Linked DNA regions of Mus musculus: all the other regions are linked to region 1. A link is a contact called in public HiCAR-type, capture Hi-C and promoter capture Hi-C data. All regions are on one chromosome and are shown on one strand. Each heading gives the region's core, a stretch centred on a gene start, on an enhancer-like site or on the middle of the called end of the contact. The rest is flanking DNA. Distances are from core to core; before and after follow the strand shown. Region 1 has its middle 12 kb from the start of 1500009L16Rik. Region 2 holds the start of Polr3b (polymerase (RNA) III (DNA directed) polypeptide B). Region 3 holds the start of Platr7 (pluripotency associated transcript 7). Region 4 overlaps Nuak1 (NUAK family, SNF1-like kinase, 1).

Region 1 (4,941 bases), core at 1,728-4,227:
GTAAAACAAATGACGTCATGTCCTTTATCACTTGGGAACTATCCTTGTTCTTCTCTGAGGACTTGAGAGCATCTTCACTTGGGCACTGGATGCTCACAATATAATAGGTGTCTCTTAGCCCATGTAAGAGAATGCAGGCGACTGACGACTGGGGGAATGTCAAGCTACGACTCAAACCACAGACAGCAAATAAGTTGCCTGAGCTGCTTGTGTTTACTTTTTTAAGCTTTAGCTTTTGGCTACATTAAAAATCCTGCATGCACGTGGGTGCTGTGTAATATTCCAAGACATGTGTGCATCGTATGTTTAAATCACTGTAAAGGTGCTGGTTTCTTCACTTACAGAATGGAACACATTTAAAAGTTTTTATCCTAATTCCCATTTATACATTTTCAGCATATTCTTGTTAAAGATTTGAAATATAGTTGTGGAATTTTTGGCGATTAAACAAACACACACACATATATACATTATATATGTGTGTGTGTGTGTGTGTATATATATATATATATATATATATATATATATATATATATATATCCATTAACAAATTTAGTGCACAGCTACAACTATTTACTGAATGTAACCTTTCCTTTTGAATTTCATTTTAAGATCTAATATTCACATAGCAAAATACTATGAAGTCTTATGGAGGCCCAGAGCAGTGGCTGGAGTGCACACACTGAAGTCTTTTTCACAGTGCTTTGTCATTTCCTAAGTTCCATTTTCAAAAGCCAAATTTTAACAGCTGCATGTTTGTCTCTCTAAAGCATGCAAAGAAGCTTGTTACTGAAATTCTGGAAGGTCCGTTTCTCCTGGAAAGTCCTCTTCTCTCCAAGGAATCCCTCCCCCTGTATCCTTACTTCACGGGCTCCTCAAAATGAGCCCAACCAAGCTGCATCCTCACCTCTCATGAATTACCTTTGAAAACCCAGTCACTGCATCCTGCTGCATGCAACTACAACACCCTCATCAGCCAAGTTTGGGGAGATGCATGGAAATCGGTCAAACGTTTACGTTAGGATTTCAGACAGGCAGAATGTCAATAGTGTCTGTGTTGCTAATTGGCCTAGGAAATGGCTCTGTTGCCATGACTAGCCAAACAGCATCCAGGGGCAGTTATGATTAAATGGCTTGGAAGAGAGGAAGGAGAGGTGGAGCAGCCGCTGAGTCATGAGCTAACGCAGAAGACATTTGGAATCCTGAGTCTGGAACCTGGACTTAAAGGGATTTCCGAAGGAAGCAATTTCCTAATCCAGGCAGGCCCCGTGAGCAGAGGGACCGCGGCGGCGTGTACAGGCTTAATGAGAACATCCTTTTCTGATTAGAAATGCTACAACAGATGTCAGAAAGCATAAAGGGACTTTAATATTAAACCACTGCAGGGTTTCCAAGCTTAAAGACCTTAAAATGAGTTTCTAGACATGTCTCAGGCTGCGAACTCTAGGCCAGAGCTTCCTTCTGAGCCCCATTCCTTTGTGTGTGTGTGTGTGTGTGTGTGTGTGTGTGTGTGTACATGCAAACATGGACACACTGATACTCTTGCAGATACATTTGCTTGTACACGTATGAAGGCCAGATGCTAGCATCAGATGTCTTCCTTGATCACTACACCCCTAAATTTTTTGAGACAGAGCTTCTCACAGAGCCTGGAGTTTGCCTTTTTCCATACATGGCCTAGCCCCTGAACCTTGGGATCCGCCTGGATCTGCTATCAGCCACAGCACTGGGTGCCTGGACTGTCTCCTCCAGCCCTAGAGTCCCCCATTCCTTACAGACTCAGTTTCCCCTCTCGATTTTCTTCAGCCCTCCTCACTCGAGCTTTGAAGCCGCAGTCAGAGCCAGCTGCTCCTGCCGACCGTGAGTCAGATTTCTCCCTGTGGTGCTTTATTTCCGCTGAAATCCAGTTTTCTGAATTCTCAGCAATAACCCCAGTGACTGCTCACAACATGCCCACCCCCAGAACAGGGCAGGCAATTACAGGCTCAGGACTTGGGGATCCACAGAGATAGTAGCCGCCACTGATGGTGGGCTGATCTCCAGTCATGGGTAGGACCTATGCAACAAAGGGCCTCAAGAACCAGATCTCCTGCGTTCAAATTCCAACCTCACCATCTACTAGAAAGTTACTTGGTCATTCTGTGACTCAGTTTCCCTATTTGTCAAGAGGGTAAATAAATACCTGCATCAGGTTGTTCTCTCAGAATTGGACAGGTTAGTAGAATTTGTCTTAATTTGTCTTATTGCTGTGAAGAGATACCATAACCAACTCTTCAAATATTCCCTCACTGGCAACTCTTATAAAGGCAAACATTTCACTGGGGCTGGCTTACAGTTTCAGTCCATTATCATCATAGTGGGAAGCATGGCAGCATCCAAGCAGACATGGTGCTGGAGGAGAAGCTAAATCTTGATCCAAAGGCAGCCAAGAGGAGGCTTAAGCATGGGATTCTCAAAGCCCACCCCTACAGTGACACACTTCCTCCAACAGGGCCGCACCTCCTCCAATAAGGCCACACTTCCTAATAGTGCCACTTCCCATGGACCAAACATATTCACATCACCACAAAGGTTGACTCTTAGCGTGCCCAGCACAGGGTAAATACCAGTGAGGATTTGGCTTAAGGAGAATCATATCATAGGGATACTGTTACCAATGTTAGCTGTTTTGTGTGGGGATTAAGCAGGGCCATAAGTCAGAGCAGAAGTGATAAATGTTCAGTCATTGGTCGTTGTCATTCGTGTATGACCTCAGGAAATTTAAATAAGGGATGGTTATTCTCACTCGTTTGGAAACAAACATTGTTATTGAGCCATAGCAGAATGCAGGGTATTGTGCTAAGTGACGGCCATTTCAAAAGACCAACTCTCAGGCTGCTGAGGAAACAGATATGGAATAAGGTATCCTCTGATACCCATGCACACAATCCCTCAGAGACCCACAGGAGGAGATGGTGACAGGGACACGGGGAAAATCTGGCAAGACTCCCTCCAGGAGGCCACACCAATTGAATGGGGTTAGCCAGATGGTACCGCATAGAGGAGATAGGCGTGGTACCCCTGGAGAGGAGGCAGCCACACCCTGCCTAACACCAGATGTTCTTTTTATCTTATTGCATCTGATCAGATCTTGCTTCCAAACATCTGTTATTGTTCCTGCCTCTGCCAAGATCAAGGCCCACCCCTGGGCAGGCACTGCCTTTCCTTGGTTTGGCCCTGCCTCCCTTTTCTGCACCTCCAGCCTTCCTGAGCTTCTGTAGTGACTATTACTATTAAAAGACATAGCCATGAGCAAGGCAACTCTTCTAAAGCACAACATTTAATTGGGGCTGGGTTACAGTTTCAGAAGATCTCAGTCCATTATCATCATGGCAGGAGACATAGCAGCGTGCTGGCTGACATGGTGCTGGAGAAGGAACTGAGAGCTTTACATCTTGATCTGAAGGCCACCTAAAGACTCTCCTGCCCTGGGCGGGGCTTAAGCAAAGGACCTCAAAGCCCACCCCACAGTGACACACTTCCTCCAACAAGGCTACTCCTCCTTCAATAAGGCCACACTTTCTAATAGTGCCACTTCCCATGGGCCAAACATGTCACACCACCACATATAGTGAGTGGGTCCTTCAAACACATATTTATGAGTACAACTGTGTTAGCACAAGAGTTCTTTCTTCATGTGATATCTTCTTTTACATCCCCTGGACAACTTTATCCCCAGATTTTGGCCAAGGGTTATGTGGTAAGTTGAATATGAAACGTCTCCCATAGGCTCGTGCTTTGTAAATGGCGGGTCTATTTTTGGAGGCCATGAACACTTTGAGGGTGTGGGCCTAATGGAAGGAAATGGGTCACTGGGTCAAATCCTCAGGGTTACCTTGTCTTTTCCTATTCAGTCTCCTCCCCTCCTCTTTCCCTTTCCCTCCCTTCCCCCCTCCTCTCCTCTCCTCTCCTCTCCTCTCCTCTCCCCTCCCCTCCCCTCCCCTCCCTTCCCCTCCCCTCCCCTCCAATGCTTCTGCCACCGGCCATCCCAGAAACCTGGAGTCATGTGACCATAGACTGAGTCCTTTGAACTATGACCCAAAAACAAACAAAAATTAAAAAATAAAAGCAAGCAAGCAAACAAACAAAAAGCCCAACTGTTCTGGTTTATTTAAGTCAGGCACTTTGTCATAGCACCAAAAAGCCAGCACAACTCATCAGCTATCCCCTCCCTGGCAAGTATTCTATCCAGGAAGAGCTAGCTCCTCCTCTCTCCAGATCCTGGCATACTCCGCACCACACAGTAGCAGCTTATTCTATTTATTTCCAGTCAGCCTCCGCCCTTAGTGAAAACATGAATCTTACAAGATAAAGGTTTTATTTGATTTTGCATCCCAGGACCCCCCAAACACATGGAAAAAGCTCAATTTGAGCTATTATTTTTCAGCTCAACAAATTTCTCCGAGTCCCAGTCAGTCCAGAGAGAATGTGTTAGAAGAAGTCAATAACCAAGGTAAAAAATTGTTCAAGCGATCCTGTAAGAGTGGAAAAAAGCAGTCGCTTGCTCATTCAGTGGCTCCTGACTTCCTATCTCCTTAGCATCCCACGCACTGGCTTTCTTTGAAACATATAACCAAGGAAAAAAAGCAATTGTAACAACTTTGTATACTTTCAGACTCCCAGATCCCTGTCAGATGCTCAGTCCTGGTACTTGGGCATCTCTGGCTGCTGAGCTGTTAAAACATGGCTGTGATTACAAAATAATAATGATGATGATGATGATAAACATAAACTGGAGAGTTGGCTCATCGATTAAGAGCACTGATTGTTCTTCCAAAGGTCCTGAGTTTAAATCCCCAGCAACCACATGGTGGCTCACAACCATCTATAATGAGATCTGATGCCCTCTTCTGGAGTGTCTGAAGACAGCTAGTGTACTTACATAAAATAAATAAATCCTTT
Region 2 (4,941 bases), core at 1,696-4,195, 910 kb before region 1:
CAGCCCTAATTAAAAGCTTTCTATTTTAAGAGTTGCCTTGATCAGGGTGTCTCAGACAGAACACTGACTGAGACATAGGAGAAAATCTAAAGTCATCAACATGGTTTTTGTTGTTGTTGTTGTTGTTTTTACCAAGTCTGGCCAATGCTTACTTCCCACCTCTTTCCCACCATTGCTTAGTGTACTTGCTCTGTTGGGTTGGGTTTTTGTTTTGTTTTGTTTTTCCCCTTGTATACTTATTCTGTCTTTGATAGTTTTTTTTCTCATTAAACTTTCAACTTTAATTTGTAGATTACATTTTGTGTTTCAATCATGTCTTCCTTAGGAAGCTACCACAGTGTCTGCCATAGACCCTTGCGTGTTTCTAACACCGCTGGCCCCTTTCCCTGGTCTTATTCTCTGTAGCAGGGTGCTCAGGCTTTGGCATTTTCTTTTTTCTGAATGAATGAACATAATGAATCATGTTACTTACTGCCTTTGCCAAAGAAGGCAAAGAATGGCACGGGAGACTCAGAAATTGACATTGCACTTACTCATATTGATTATTCCCATCTATGTAAGTGGGATAATAAACAGTAATGAACAGTACTTACTAGAGCAATAGTTTCGCGTGCTGAGTTAAATGAACAAATGCTATTTCCTTTTAGCTCAGCCTATTTTCTATTCAGCTCCACAACTTGTATTTTCTCTACAACTTTCTAGACAGGAGCTCTGGTTTATTTGAACTAATCATTTCTATTATATTTTTCCTTCATATTATACTGTGGTAGGAAAAGTTACTCAGGCTTTGGGGCTGGTTATTATTCATCGATGAGGTGAGCAAATACTAATCGACTATACTGAGTACTTATGGGGTAGTGTTTCAGCAACTTAAACAAGTAAACAGACTTGCCTCCTGACTTCAGAAGTCGTTAGCTTAATAGGGGCGACATGTAAGCAAATGGAATGACACTTGGTAGGTGCTATAACAGTATGCAGTGAGGTGGATTATTATAGATGCTAGGTATACTGCCATGACTGAGCATGGTGGTTGTATGAGGGAGGCATTCCAAATAAAGGGAGCCACTGTGTGCAAGCGCACAGGGTTGAAGGAGCTGGCAGGGTGGAGAACACTGAGGATGTCTATGCCTGCTATGAGTTAGACATGGTGAGGAAAGAAAGGTAGGTACATTGAAGAGGCTTAAGGTAGTGAATGAGGTGACAGCAGGTTCCAGTGAGCCAGTGCACCGTGGCTCAAAAGCTGAGTTAGGGCTGGGAAACACAGACAGAAGGACCAGAAAGCAGTGTAGTGGCCCATTTGGAAGACACCGAGAGTTCCAGCTCATGCTGCAATTAAGGACGATTGTGAGGAAGGTTCCTTACAGCAACACTGTAACACGACGCTGTGATCTACAAAACTCTCCCTGGAGAGCCATACCAAAAATATTAAAAGTAAAATAAAATAACACTCATAAAGCTTGGAGTTAAGTCTGCAGTTTTGGACTGGGCTACATTCTTAACTATCCTTTGCTGCATGGGCTGCAGGTCCTGTTGATTAGGAGTAGGGGAACACTGAGAAATAAGCCAAACACAAAGACAAATACTGTGTATTTTCCCTAAGAGGATCTTGGAACTCATTCTTCAAAGTCCCTGAGACAGTGAGGTTGTGATCCTACCACCTCTACATACCAAATGCTGAGATTAAAGTCGTGGGCCCCTACACCCTGTCATAGCAGGAATCAACCACGGGTGCTCTGGAAGAGCAACCAGTAGTCCTCAATCCCTGAGCCGCCCCTGGGTCCTAAGTCACTGATCAGGTCGCTCCCAATTAAACCCTTCAATGGTGCTTTACTATTCCCAGGGAGAAAGTCTAACACCTTCTAAGAGTTAACACATTTCAGAATCAGGAAGGCATCTTTTACTGCCCTCTTCCCCTAGCTCCACTAGATTTATTTGTTCCCCTGAAACAACTGATGGTGTGTCTGGGGTCATGTACAACCTGTTCCTCTGCCTGAATTTCTTCCTCGACCATCTTCAGTCCTAGATGTCCCTATTCTGTGCCAAAGATGTCAAGGTTCAGTGAGAATTTATATACCTTCTCAGGAAACAAAATCATGTCAATAACTGCACTTCCTTAGGCAGTTCACCGTGAAGCAATTATCCTTTAACTTTTAAGAATCTGATGAAAGCTATAGGGGCCCCTAAGAAAATACAAGATCAAAAATGGGGGACGAAGGGATAGTCAAGGTACTTAAACTAAACCTGCAGTCCAAAGAAACTGTGGAGTAAAAGGAAAATGATGACAAGGGTGAGATTCCCATTTACTTTTAGCACCAAAGCCGGCTATGGGACCTCAAGAACATTGCCTACGTTCTCAGGATCTCTGTGTCCTTCCAGGTGAGATCGGCAAGAAGATATTGGTTCCTGAGAGAATACACAAGGACCAATTCTTGCCAGTGCACACTTAAATTAGAAAAGCTTTACCCGAGAGCCATTCGCTAAGCTTCTAAACGTAGGACGCTACTGAGAGATCTGTACTTGCTGCTACAAACGCTCAAGAACCACACCTGGTAAAAGCTCACACACCCGGAGCTCCGAGCATGTGCAGAAGTTCTGAGCATGCGTAGAAGCCCAGGGACCCGCCCTCGTCATCCTGAAAACTCTCCCGGCAACGCCTCCTTAGTCGTCTCCAACCTCTTCCGCTGCCTGCGCTCACGGCACTTACCTCCACAGTCGGGATCGGCGCAGTCAGCTGCTCCGGAGTCAGGCTCCCGAACTCCTCGGCTAGAACATCCATTCCATTCACGGTAGAGGAAGAAGTCGGCAGAATGTTCACATCCGCCCGTGCGGCTCCAAGCAAGTAGCACGCGGAGAGTGGTGTGCGTTCTCCTCCGGTGTCCCCGTGGCGCTTGTTTACGGGGAGGCGTTTCAAAAGGTTCCGCCTGGTCAGGGCCTAACCTGCGGAGGAACCCGGAAGTGACCGAGCCGGATGTGGAAAACTACACCCACTGGTGTACTTCCGAGGTCTCGCCGGGCTAATCCTAGCCTCTTGACAGGCTCATTTCCAGTATCCCCAGAATGATTGAATACGGCAAAGTATAGTAGTTCTAACTGTATAACTAATCTGAAAAATGACTCGATAATACACATTAGTCACAACATGAACTTCTAAAGCAGAGATTTCAATTAACTCAGTCTAAACTGCTTGTATGTTGTGTAGTACAGAAGAGCAAAAGTCCTTGCTTAAATAATTGGTGGTACCTGCGTGTAATGAACAGGCATCAGCCGGGCGTGGTGGCGCACGCCTTTAATCCCAGCACTCGGGAGGCAGAGGCAGGCGGATTTCTGAGTTCGAGGCCAGCCTGGCCTACAAAGTGAGTTCCAGGACAGCCAGGGGGCAGTAAAAGATGCCTTCCTGATTCTGAAATGTGTTAACTCTTAGAAGGTGTTAGACTTTCTCCCTGGGAATAGTAAAGCACCATTGAAGGGTTTAAACGGGAGCGACCTGATCAGTGACTTAGGACCCAGGGGCGGCTCAGGGATTGAGGACTACTGGTTGCTCTTCCAGAGCACCTGGGGTTGATTCCTGCTATGACAGGGTGTAGGGGCCCACGACTTTAATCCCAGCATTTGGTATGTAGAGGTGGTAGGATCACAACCTCACTGTCTCAGGGAGTTTGAAGAATGAGGTCCAAGATCCTCTTAGGGAAAACCCAATAAATTATATTAGAATAGTTAATTAACGGTTTGGGGGAAAATATGTTTAAATCCTATGTCGATGAAATATACCTTAACAAAACACTAGAAGGAAACGTCAGAGGGACGGAGTTTGTTACCACTACACCGAATAAACGAAGGATTGCACATAATCCTCCCACGGCAGCACAGACACCTATAATCCCAGCATTTAGAAGCTAGAGGTAGGAGGGCATCCAGAAATTCAAGGGCATCCTTGGCTACCTAACAAGGTCGAGGCCAGCCTGGGCTACATGAAACCCTGTCTCCAAAGAAAAGGTAATGTATTAATAACATTGATTGGTGAAAGATTTCAAGGATGGCAACGGAGAAAGCATAAGAATTGCTAAAAGTTGTATTCCATTAATTTTTAAAAAATTAGATACACCTATAAAAAATCTCTATGAATAGTAAACACACAGTTGGTAGAAGACAAAAGGATTTGTCACTGAAATTGGAAATGAGTTCATGCAAGTCCAATGGTAAGAAAAATCCCATGGGAAGAAGAGGTAAAAGATGCCAACAGTTTTTAAATGAGTTTCAGTTTGGGAACATACAAAAATTGTGGAGATGGATGGTGTCACATGAGTGTGTACAATGCTCCTGGCCATTTAATAGTTGAACTATTTAATAGTTCACCTGTATAATTAGCACCATCTAATAATATGTGTTCTTTTTTTTTTTTAAACCTGGTCCAAGGTAATCTGCGTACAGAGTTAGCTAGTTAAATTTCAGTGCTTGTATCTAAACGTTGTGCTGATAGACTTCTGAAACTAAGTGAAGAAAGAAAGAAAAAAATTACAGGCCACCAAGATGGCTCAGTATGTTAAGTCACCTGCCACAAAGCTTGAAAAGCCGCGTTCAGCCCCCAAGACCCACATTGTAGAAGGAGAGAAGCAACTCTAAAGAGCTGTCCTCTGATCCCCATACTCACATGTAAGACAAATCATTTAAAACTAAGAATGATCAGCCCCCCCCCCCCTTAAATCCTTAAGATTTACTCAGAGAAACTACATTTGAATGGTCCCTGTGAGTTATTATACCAGAGAGCACCCTACTTAGTGTAGTCTGGAAGGGGTTGGGAAAGGGAGCTGAAGACTTGAGGACATCAAGTTTGGCTCAGGTGTGTCAGCTGTCTTCTACAAAGTCATCTTGGATTCCCACTATGAAGATGGTTCTACTGTAAACCAGATCACAGACACCTGGAGAACTAAAAAATCTCAGCTT
Region 3 (4,941 bases), core at 1,297-3,796, 840 kb before region 1:
TGTGGGAACATCCTGCCCACTGTGGGAAGTACTATTCCCTAGGCAGAGGCTACTAAATTATAAGAGTGGAGAAATGGAACTGAACACAAGCAAGCAAGCATGTGTGCACACCTGTACTGATTTCTCTCCGATCTTGACTATGGATGTGGTGTGACAAACTGTGGCAAATTCATACCACCTTGACTTCTCTGTTGTGATGGATTGCAAGCTGGAATTGTGAGTTTCTCCTCTAACTTGCCTTTTGGCAAGAGTATTTTTTATCATAGTCACTAGAAAAGGCCCAAATCTATAGGTTGCTCCATTCCCTTGAATCCCAGTGTCTTTTGTCTCTACCTTTGTGTGGGTTATTTCTTCCATATACTATGAGTTTTTAAGGACCTAAAGATTAAGGTATTGAAGTTTTTTGGTTGTTTTTCCCCTAGGTTCCTGTTTATCATCATAGAAAATTCTGGATTAAATGTTACATTTAAGTGTAACAGAAAAACAAATACTGCAGTTTGGATGTTGAATAATTACTGATGGTTCATGTATAAAGGCTTTGTCCCCAGGGTGGCACTATCAGGAGTTGGTGCAACATAATGAAAGTTAGTGGCAGGTCTTTAGGTCATTGGGCCATGCAGTTAAAAGGGATGGTGAGGGCTTTCTTTCTCACTCTCTACTTCTTGGCTTGGTGTGTGGCCACTTACCCAGTACCCTCACTAGAGGCCCTGGCCAATGGTTTTAGAGTTAAACTTCCAAAATCATGAACTAAGCAAACAACTCCCCTTTATTAAATTGGTTGCTATAGGTATTTCATTACAGTAACACAAAGTTAATGAATAAAAACAGGTAAAAAAGAAAAGAAAAGAGAAGAGAAGGGAAGGGAAGGGGAGGGGAGGGGAGGGGAGGGGAGGGGAGGGGAGAGGAGAGGAGAGGAGAGGAGAAGAGAAGAGAAGTTTGCTCTCTATAAACAGACCAAGAGGAACCGGTTCTGCTGCAGTGAATGCCCCTTTCATCCAACTAGGCACCTGCTGAGCCAGGAGGCTGGGACCAGTGTGAGCTGGAGAATTCCAGACTTGAGAGAATACAGACTTTAATCAAGTTCTTGCACACATGCATTTGCAAATGCACGTAGAGCAATGGGAGGGAGGAAGTGGGAGGGCCCAGGGAGGCACTCCACCCAGCAGAGCAGCCAAGGGGAACACATTTCCTAGCATCCGTGCCCCAGAGTTTGCTTTGGTTTGGTTTTCACGAGGCTATCTAAGTTCACTCTGAAGCTGTCTAAATTTCTCTTCAGTTCCCCAATGTCTCTGACCATATCTATGTATTTAGACTGCCTTCTAAGTGAGCGTGGGGGATGTTTCCATAGAGACTGAAGAAGGGCTGCTGTTCCATCTATAACAGTCTCCCCTAGGGCCTATGACCTCCAGGACCATAGGCTTTTGACCTTGTTTATAGTAGCAGACATGAATTTCCTCCTGTGGTGCAGGCCTCACAGCCAATCAGAGAGCAGTTGTTTGCTTTCATAGCATCATGTCACTATTGCCTGCATAGGCACATAGGACCAGAGACGGGAAGGTAGACCATCTCAATGTACAAGTTCATGGAGTCTGAAGTGGCTAGGATAGTAAACTTCAGAAAAGATGTTTCCAAGCAACTTGTGGAGATCTTGGGTAAGGCCTTAAATTTCCTCAGGACACTGATTTTGAAATTTTAGTGTGTTTTATCTCGTCATGTGGAGAGACTGAAGCTGGAAGGAAAGGGAGAAGGAAAGAGGGGAGAGAGAAGAGAGAAGGTGACCTTCCCTCCCCAGGCTGCAGAGAGGAACTGGTACAACTAGTTTATTGCACTTCACTTTACTGTCCTCTTAAGATAATTTCATTTTCAGAGAATTGTTTCATTTTTATTAACATATATTAATTATACATGTTAATGGCATCCAGTGTGACATTTCCACACATGCATGCAGTGTGCACTAATGAAACCCAACCTCTATTCACATCTCCCCCAACCTCTCTCTGTCCTGTCCTCTGTGTGTGTGATTGTGTATGTGTGTTATATGTGTGTGTAGTATGTAGGTATTTGCATGTGTGTGGACACACATGTGTGGAAACATGCACATGTATGCGTACATATGTGGAGCTTAAGGTTGATGTCTAGAATCAGTTTTAACCATTCTTTCACCATATTCTTTGAGGCAAGGGCTTTTAATCATATCCAGAGAGTACTGGTGGGAAACCTCGCTAGCTAGCTAGCTCTGGGGCTTCCTAGCTCATTTAGGAACAACAGTAGTAGCTTCTCCTCTAGGGCCTATGACCTCCTGGGCCATGGGCTTTTGACCTTGTTTACAGTAGCAGATATGAATTTCTTCCTGTGGTGCAGGCCTCAAGTCCAATCAGAGAGCAGTTGTTTACCTCTATAGCAACCATGCCATGACTGCATGCACAGGCATGTCTTGCCTGGCAGACCAATAGTATGGCATATAGTGTACACAGGTATGTAACACAGTTGGTAGCCTTAACAACTCCCCCATGCCCAAACCCCAGCCACCTGCACATCACTTTCCAGCACTATTGAAGAGAGCAAGTCAGGGGAGACATTCCAGCTCAATTCCAGCTCGGTTTCATCATGCTTACAACTACCAGGTGTGGTGTTTTCTGCAATAGGATCTTGTTGTGGACATTCTTATTTATGGCTGAATGATATTTTGTTGTGAACATAGATCACATTTTCTTTATCTATTAAAGGGCCCTTAGGGTCACTTAGTGTCTTAGCTATTATGAATACTGTCATGATTAAACATGGGCATGTAGACATCTTGTTGATACTCTGTTTTAGTTGTCTTTGGATATATACTCAAAAGTGGGAAAGCTAGGTCATATAAAGATCAAGATTTTAGGGAACCACAATGGGAGCTGGAGAGATGGCTCAGCGGTTAAGAGCACTGACTGCTCTTCCAGAGGTCCTGAGTTCAATTCCCAGCAACCACGTGGTGGTTCACAACCATCTGTAATGGGATCTGATGCCCTCGTCTGGTGTGTCTGAAGACAGCTATAGTGGACTCACATACATAAAATAAATAATAATTTTTAAAAATCTTAAAAATTAAGAATCACAATGGACATTCATTCTATATGTTTCTCTACCTTCTCTCTTTTGATGCTTACCACCTTTTTGGTTTTTGTTTTTGGTAGTCATTCTGAGAGGAGATAGAATCTCATTGTGGCTTGTATTTGCATTTCTCTGGGCTAAAGATGGTAAGTATTTTTTTCTATTAGTTCCAGACTTGTATTTCTTCTTTTGAAAAGTATCTGTTCAGATAATTTGCTTATTTAGAAACAGTGTTACCTAGATTTTGTTATCAGGTTGAAAATTGTGATTTTTTTTTTTAAGTGAAAGGTTTGGGAACCGTGCATCTTCCAAGGCAGGTCTACCAGTGCCATTTCCCGTAAAGCAGTTTACCAGAGCCATTTCCCATAAGGCATGTTCTCATTTAATTTTGTGTTACAATTTGGTTATTCTCATAATATTTCAAAATTTTCATCAATATTAGCGTGTTATGGGGCTCTGTGATTAGAGTCTTTGAAGATAATATTGTGAATGTCAAAATACCAACACTGACAGGAGCTCAGAAGACTGCAGACAGTATCATAGGATGTAGGCTCGGCTAAAACAGAGCCCGAGAGAATACTGAAAGCAGTTTCAGCCTGGGTAACATTCAATGAGCTAGCCAACCCTAACCCTGTGGTGGTCTGAATAGGTTTGCTGCCTCCCCCCACCCCCCTCTAGACTCATGTCTTTGAATGCTTGGCTCACAGGGAGTGGCACTATTAGGAGGTGTGGCCTTGTTAGAGGAAGTGTGTCACTGGGCTTTGAGGTTGGCTATGCTCAAGCTCTGCCCAGTGTGGAAATCAGAGCCTCTTCCTGGCTGCCTGTGGAAGAGTCTCCTGTTGCTGCCTTTGGATCAAGATGTAGAACTCTTGGCTCCTCCAGCATGGTGTCTGCCTGGACCCTGCCATGCTTCCTGCGGTTATGATAAGGGACTGAATGTCTGAAACTGTAAGCCAGTCCTAATGAAATATTTAAGAGTTGCCTTGGTCATGGTGCCTCTTCACTGCATGAAACCCTAACAAAGACAGCAACATTGCCTGCTGCAGAAGTGTCTGTTGTGAAAAGGAAGAGTCTCCATGACGTCCTACAAGGCTGGCTGTAAACTATGGGTCTAAATGAACCTTCCTTCATGAAACTGCTGTTGCCAGACATTCTATCACAGCAACAGGATCCCACTGGCAAGTTATTTGAAGAAATTAACACAGCTACTTCAACCTTCATCAACCACCACCCTGATAAGACAGTAGCCATCCACACTGTGTCAAGATCCCCACCAACACAGAAGGCTCTGGTGATTCATAGTGATTATCTTACTTGCTTAAACTGTTAGGCACTGTATGATTACACACTTGATGGGCTATGGCATGGTGTAAACATACATTGTGTGGACACTGAAGACCCAGTAAATCTTTACTAATTTATTTATTTTTAAATTTTATATGAATGTTTTGCCCACATGTATAACATAAGCCGGGTACATGTCTGGTGTGAATAGAGGTCAGAAGATGATGTTGGACTCCTGGAACTGTAGTTACATATGGTTGTGAACCCCGATGTGGGTGCTGGGAATTTAATCCAGGTCCTTAGCAAGAGCAACAAATGCTCTAAACCACTGAACCCTCAAACCCAGTAACTGTCGATTTAGTGTGAAAAGCTCTTTATTGCTTTTGTCTGTAACCTCCGAGATATGTCTGTGTGAGCCCTGCATGTGAGAGGAGGGGCAGACAACACAGAACAGTATAAAAGTCCACAAGTGTAGCAGATACCGCACAAGGGTTCAGAGACAAGTGACGAAGTTCCCCAAAATGAGATAAGCATTGAGAGGTGGGTCTACTACTCAAATGTTTATTT
Region 4 (4,941 bases), core at 979-3,478, 670 kb before region 1:
TAAAACCTCCTGCACTTGGGTGTCTAGCACAGAGGCAGGAAGCATTCTCAGTGTTGTAGAACCATCCCAGCCCCCAGCTGCAGCCCAGCAGCCCAACTCCGCACCTGGTTCTCCACGCCCATTAGGTTCTGGCTCCTTGCTTTTGCTTCTCTTCCCCCCAGGCCCTGACCATCACTACCGTTCTCCTGTCTATGATTTGTCTACTCTAGGGACCATATATAAATAGAAACAGACAATGAGTGTCTTTTGTGTGTGTGTGTGTGTGTGTGTGCCTGGCTTATCTCATATTGCACTTGTCTCTAGGGTTCAACTGGGTTGAAGTGGGGTTAATCCCACTGACATGTGAATGATCCCCTTGACCCCCAAATTTATCTTTTCCACTCTGATTTTCACTTAGCAGGGCACACTTCCAAAGGAGATGGATAGTTACACAGACAGTCCAAATTAAACCCTTGAGATTTACCGTCTCTGATGCCTTTCCGAGTGGAGGCTGAGCGGCAGGGTATATAGAGTGAGGTCAGAGGGTGGTTCTGATCCAGCATGGGGGCAGGGCAACAGTTTGGCAACAACAACATACAAACAATCAATAAAAATCAACCAATCAAACAAACAACCCCCACCCACCCCAAAACACAGCGAGGCCTCTTTCTCCAAATCTTAACAGTGTAGCCAGCCAGAGCTACTGTAAAGGGCCTGGGGACGAACGGGCTTAAAGTCTGTCTTCTAAGACGCTATGAGGCGATGATGATGCAGGCTGGAGGACCAGGTAGGAGTAGGTTTCCACTGCCTGGCTTGTCTCCGTTAGAATTCTGTATGAAATGGACTCGATGGATGGACCTGTCATTTTACAGAGTTGAGCATCTGGGGAGCCCTCATGTATCTTGTTGCTTTTCTTTGTGATCGTCAGCAAATCATCTTAGGACCCTGAGCCTTCAGCAGTTTCCCTTCCCACCCTCCATTCAGGTCTCTTCCACATGGAGGCCAGTTCTAAGGTGCAATGATTTTGGCATAGTTATGTTTAAATTTAGCCCTCACATGTTTTGTTGTTGTTTTTTTTCCTCCCCTGCACTCTTGTACATTTTGCCTTTTCTTAGGTTGATGGTGCTTGTATTTAGTTTGGGTCTCTTCGTAGAGTAGAATTTATTTAGGAAGGAAGCCTTAAGTAATGGCATTTGGTGGAAAACTAGTACCATAAACCAAAGAAAAGCTCACGAGTGAAATAATACAAACCAAATAGACGCATTCTTTTTTGTTTGATGTTGGTTGCTGCCCCAGGCTGTGAGACTAAGGCCAGTTGGTCCTCTCTGGTAAATGTGGAGATGTTTTAATTAGACCCTTGTGGCTTACCGCCTTCCTGACTCATGTCAAAGAAGAGAATAACTTCTTCATTTTGTGATTCAAACTAATTCACTTGCAAAACTGGCTCCTTGACCTTCTGTTTTCTATTGACAGTCCCTGGTGTTATAAGATGCACTTTCTCATGTGCTGTGAACTCAGTCACTTATCTGTGTTTAAAGACAAATGTGCCATTGCTGTTGTCTGTATATTTTGCATGTGCTTTATGACATTTAATTGTCATGACACCACAGGGGGAGAGGAGATTTTCACCCCCATTTTACAGATGAGAGAACTGAGGCTTCTGAGTGGATTCATACCCGCTAGTGTCTCCCCACTTAGCAATGGTTGACATAAGCTCCCTGTGGCATTAAAAATCCTAGAGTCTAGCAGCTCAGAGTCTGAGAACGCTGAGTGTGTGTTGATTAATATTGCGTTTCCGTTCAAGTGCCAAGAACATGGCCTAATCTGGATTTCTATTAATCTCATGTCCGCAGAAATGACAGTTTTACAGGGAGGCTGATAAACATCGGTCTGGGAGGATGGGAGTGGGGTGAAATATAAACACACAGCTCTAGACGCCTGCGAGGCAAGCAGAGATGCCCAGCCCTGGTGGAAGCTCCTGGGGCTGTCAACTGTGTGTACGTGCAATGGGTGTGCTCACACATGCGTTTAAAAGCTCCCACACGCCCCAGAACTTAGTGTAGTCTCAGAGCTGCAGCCCTAGCCAGAGGGAGGCTGAAGCCTCAGGACTCCTTGGAATCTCCAGAGCTGAAGCTGGTCCATTCTTTTGATTGACAGGGCGTGCTTTGTAAAAGCTTCCCACCAACTTCCTGAGAGGCAGTCTGGGGCCTTGATAAGCAAGTGGAATTCAGAGCGGTTGAGTGCAATCTGAGAGGGGGGTGGGGGATGCCTTCTCGGAGGGTGGCTGTGCACAGCTGCCTTGAATGACATTCCATTCATCCAAGGATGGCTCCTTTTTTAAAAACAAAAATAGGCCTATTCTAGGGGCTTCATTCAAAACAGCTTCTGTGGGTCTCAGCACCCGAGGCTCCCCAGCCCTGTGGATAGCCCCAGCTCCTTGCTAATGCTCAAGTGCAAATCAGGCTGGAGATGGTAGAGCACACAGCGGGTTCACCTTACAAGGCTGGCTAAGACTGACTGAAATCCACAGACCCTCCCGGGGCTGTGTGTGTCTGGGGCTGGAAGTGTGAGCGGTGCACACTTGTATGGCTGCCCAGTGGTCACATTTCTTTAGATGAGTAAATCCAACTCCCTAAATCTGTCTCCTTGTTTGGTAAGTGGAGTTCTTAAAGCACTGTGGTAAAATTGCCATAACATAAAATTGACCATTTTGAGCATTAAAAAGATTTAAATCTAATTTTAGTTAGGTGTCCTTATGACATTGGGCATAAAGTCTATTTATATTTTTTTTCTGTAAATACAGTTTTTTTAAATAGAATTGGATTAGAGAATTCATCAACACTGTACAATTGGGAGTTTGTGATACATGGCAGTTGGGGTTACTATTATTTTATATAACTATTAATTCCTTATACTTTTCAAAACATAATGCATGTTTCAGTGACAAGTTTACTTCTTGGCCAGGGGCAGCTGCTAAGGAGAGGGTGGTACAAAACTGTGGAAGCAGACACAGGGACTGAGAGTCTGGTAGAGAAGGCAGACATGTAGGCATGTGTAGTATGTACAGATGTGTCTATGTTTACATGTGTGTGTGTATACTGTATACGTGCAGGTATAAACACAATGCTCTGAAGGACCTGACATAACACCCTTTACAAAACTTAAGAGAGTGAGTGCACTAAGGAAGTGAGGTTAGATCAGACACTTACGGGGGATGTGCATGCTAGGGGGTGGATTCACACGCTCCACCTTATCGCAATCAGTGGTTCTCCTCTTATTCTCACAATATGTCTGGAAGACAGGATAGGGAGAGATCCTGGGTTTCTGTTTTCTGTCCCCATCCATGTCACGCAGATGGCGAGCGGGAGAGTTTAGGCTGAAATGTAATGATTTAATATTTGGTGCTCTGTGTGTTTCATCTTGAGTCAAATGAAGAAAAGGTGGCGGCAGCGGTGGTGGTGGTGGTGGTGGTGGTGGTGGAAGTCAGGATTCCCCACGGTGTGACACACATGCCATTGTGAGTGTAGTGACATGAATTGTCACTTGTTGCCTTTAGTCAGGACTGGTGACACACCTGTAGTCCCAGCAGGTCAAGCGACTGAAGCAGGAGAGCCACCAGATCATGCTCTACCTGCCTACAGAGTTAGACCAAGGCCTTTCTGAGAAACTTACTGAAATCCTGTCTTCAATTAACAGTAATAATGTGGGGGCTAAGTCCACTGTGCTTAGTCCCTAGTGCTACAGGGAAGGGAAGGCGAGAGTTAGAGAGTGTGGCTCAGTGGCACAGTGCTTGACTGATATCCCTAACAGTCTTCAATACAGTAAACCAAAACAATTCAAAAAGTCCACTTCCTCTTCCCTGAGATTTCACCTTCCATGGCCAATCAATCACCAGGAACCAAAATATCTTATGAAACATTCCAGAAGCAGTGTATCAGCTTTAGATTGTGTGCCATTCTGAGTGGTGTGACGTAGCCTTGCACCATCTGTCCGGATGGGAAGTGAGCCATCCATCTGTCCAGGCTATCCACATTGTATATGCTACCCACTCAACTGTTGCTTACCAGTTGTCCCATTTATCAAATTGACTGTTGTAATACCTGTGTACCTTAGGTGACCTTATTTTACTAAATCCTGGTACAAAGTTCAGGAACAGTGACACTGCTTGCTAATTTTATTGCAATAAAGTATATTGTTATAATTGTTCTGTTTTGTTATTATTTATTATTGCTAATCTCTTACTGTTTGACTTGTTGTAAACATACATGTTTAGAAAAATAAACCCATAGCAGATATAGAGGATAGTACTCTTGAAAGTTTTAGCATCCCTTGGCAACTTTGGAACATAATCCGTAGATAGGGTCTCCTCTGTACTTAGTGCTTGTTGGAAGCATCAAGTGGCAGATTTCGTGTAAGCTGTTGTAGTTGGGATGCTTTGGTTTACATGTGAAATGTCCCCCAAAGCCTCATGTGTTTGAACTCTTAGTCCCCAGTCAGTGGTTTTGTTTGGGGAGGAAATGGGTTATTAAGGACTTTGATGTTTTATACTTTAGCCATACTGGTATTGGATACTCTTGACTGCCATGGGAGATTTTTGTTTGATGCGGACTTTAGACTAGACACAGTGGTGGCCCACGTGTTCTCCTCTGCCCTGGGCAGTTTGAATCAGTTTGCAGACACTAGCGACTTCCCTCTAACAGATCTCCGGGGTCTCTCTTCTCTTTTCAGATTGCTGACTTTGGGCTCTCCAACCTGTACCAGAAGGACAAGTTCTTGCAAACATTTTGTGGGAGCCCACTCTATGCGTCGCCCGAGATTGTCAACGGCAGGCCTTACCGAGGGCCAGAGGTGAGCAGTCTGCTGATGTAGGGGATCAGAGAGCTGGAGGGACAGGGAGAAGGAGGGAAGCAAGAACTAGATCTAGGGAAGTGCTTAAAACCCCCAAAGGCCATGCAAAAGAAA

The links. Promoter capture Hi-C pulls out the DNA fragments that hold promoters and counts their contacts. HiCAR-type assays count read pairs that join an accessible place to other places. Capture Hi-C pulls out chosen DNA fragments and counts their contacts.
Region 2: a promoter capture Hi-C map of embryonic stem cells shows a contact between it and region 1, with 5 times the contacts expected there. The contact joins the promoter of Polr3b here to the enhancer-like site in region 1. A contact is called at or near these places in 8 of 39 promoter capture datasets (embryonic stem cells, hippocampal neurons, liver and 4 more) and 2 of 115 datasets of contacts at active chromatin or transcription factors (embryonic stem cells and large pre-B cells).
Region 3: a HiCAR-type map of embryonic stem cells shows a contact between it and region 1, with 4 times the contacts expected there. The contact joins the promoter of Platr7 here to the enhancer-like site in region 1. A contact is called at or near these places in 4 of 39 promoter capture datasets (cranial neural crest, embryonic stem cells, liver and 1 more) and 2 of 115 datasets of contacts at active chromatin or transcription factors (both in embryonic stem cells).
Region 4: a capture Hi-C map of embryonic stem cells shows a contact between it and region 1, with 2.6 times the contacts expected there. The contact joins two enhancer-like sites. A contact is called at or near these places in 1 of 115 datasets of contacts at active chromatin or transcription factors (embryonic stem cells) and 1 of 9 other capture datasets (embryonic stem cells).

Annotation. Positions count from the first base shown.
Region 1 is chr10:83,708,232-83,713,172 of GRCm38.p6, reverse strand. No RefSeq gene overlaps it. Among named protein-coding and RNA genes, the nearest start is that of 1500009L16Rik, 12 kb to the left of the region's middle. Within about 2 kb of position 2,977, at least 38 of the 459 cell types and tissues checked have an H3K27ac peak or open chromatin away from gene starts, as enhancers often do. A contact at or near this core is called in embryonic stem cells, where this site is marked.
Region 2 is chr10:84,620,302-84,625,242 of GRCm38.p6, reverse strand. Polr3b (polymerase (RNA) III (DNA directed) polypeptide B) reads right to left here and starts at 2,945. Exons shown (of 28, transcript NM_027423.2): 1 at 2,705-2,945. The coding sequence starts at 2,776. It overlaps Gm17249 (a long non-coding RNA gene), which reads left to right and starts at 2,598. Exons shown (of 2, transcript XR_380645.4): 1 at 2,598-3,046; 2 at 3,785-4,720.
Region 3 is chr10:84,550,943-84,555,883 of GRCm38.p6, reverse strand. Platr7 (pluripotency associated transcript 7) reads left to right here and starts at 2,546. Exons shown (of 4, transcript NR_040658.1): 1 at 2,546-2,624; 2 at 3,174-3,236.
Region 4 is chr10:84,380,633-84,385,573 of GRCm38.p6, reverse strand. Nuak1 (NUAK family, SNF1-like kinase, 1) reads left to right here. Exons shown (of 7, transcript NM_001004363.2): 5 at 4,708-4,827. Among named protein-coding and RNA genes, the nearest start is that of Gm46201, 47 kb to the right of the region's middle. Within about 2 kb of position 2,228, at least 83 of the 459 cell types and tissues checked have an H3K27ac peak or open chromatin away from gene starts, as enhancers often do. A contact at or near this core is called in embryonic stem cells, where this site is marked.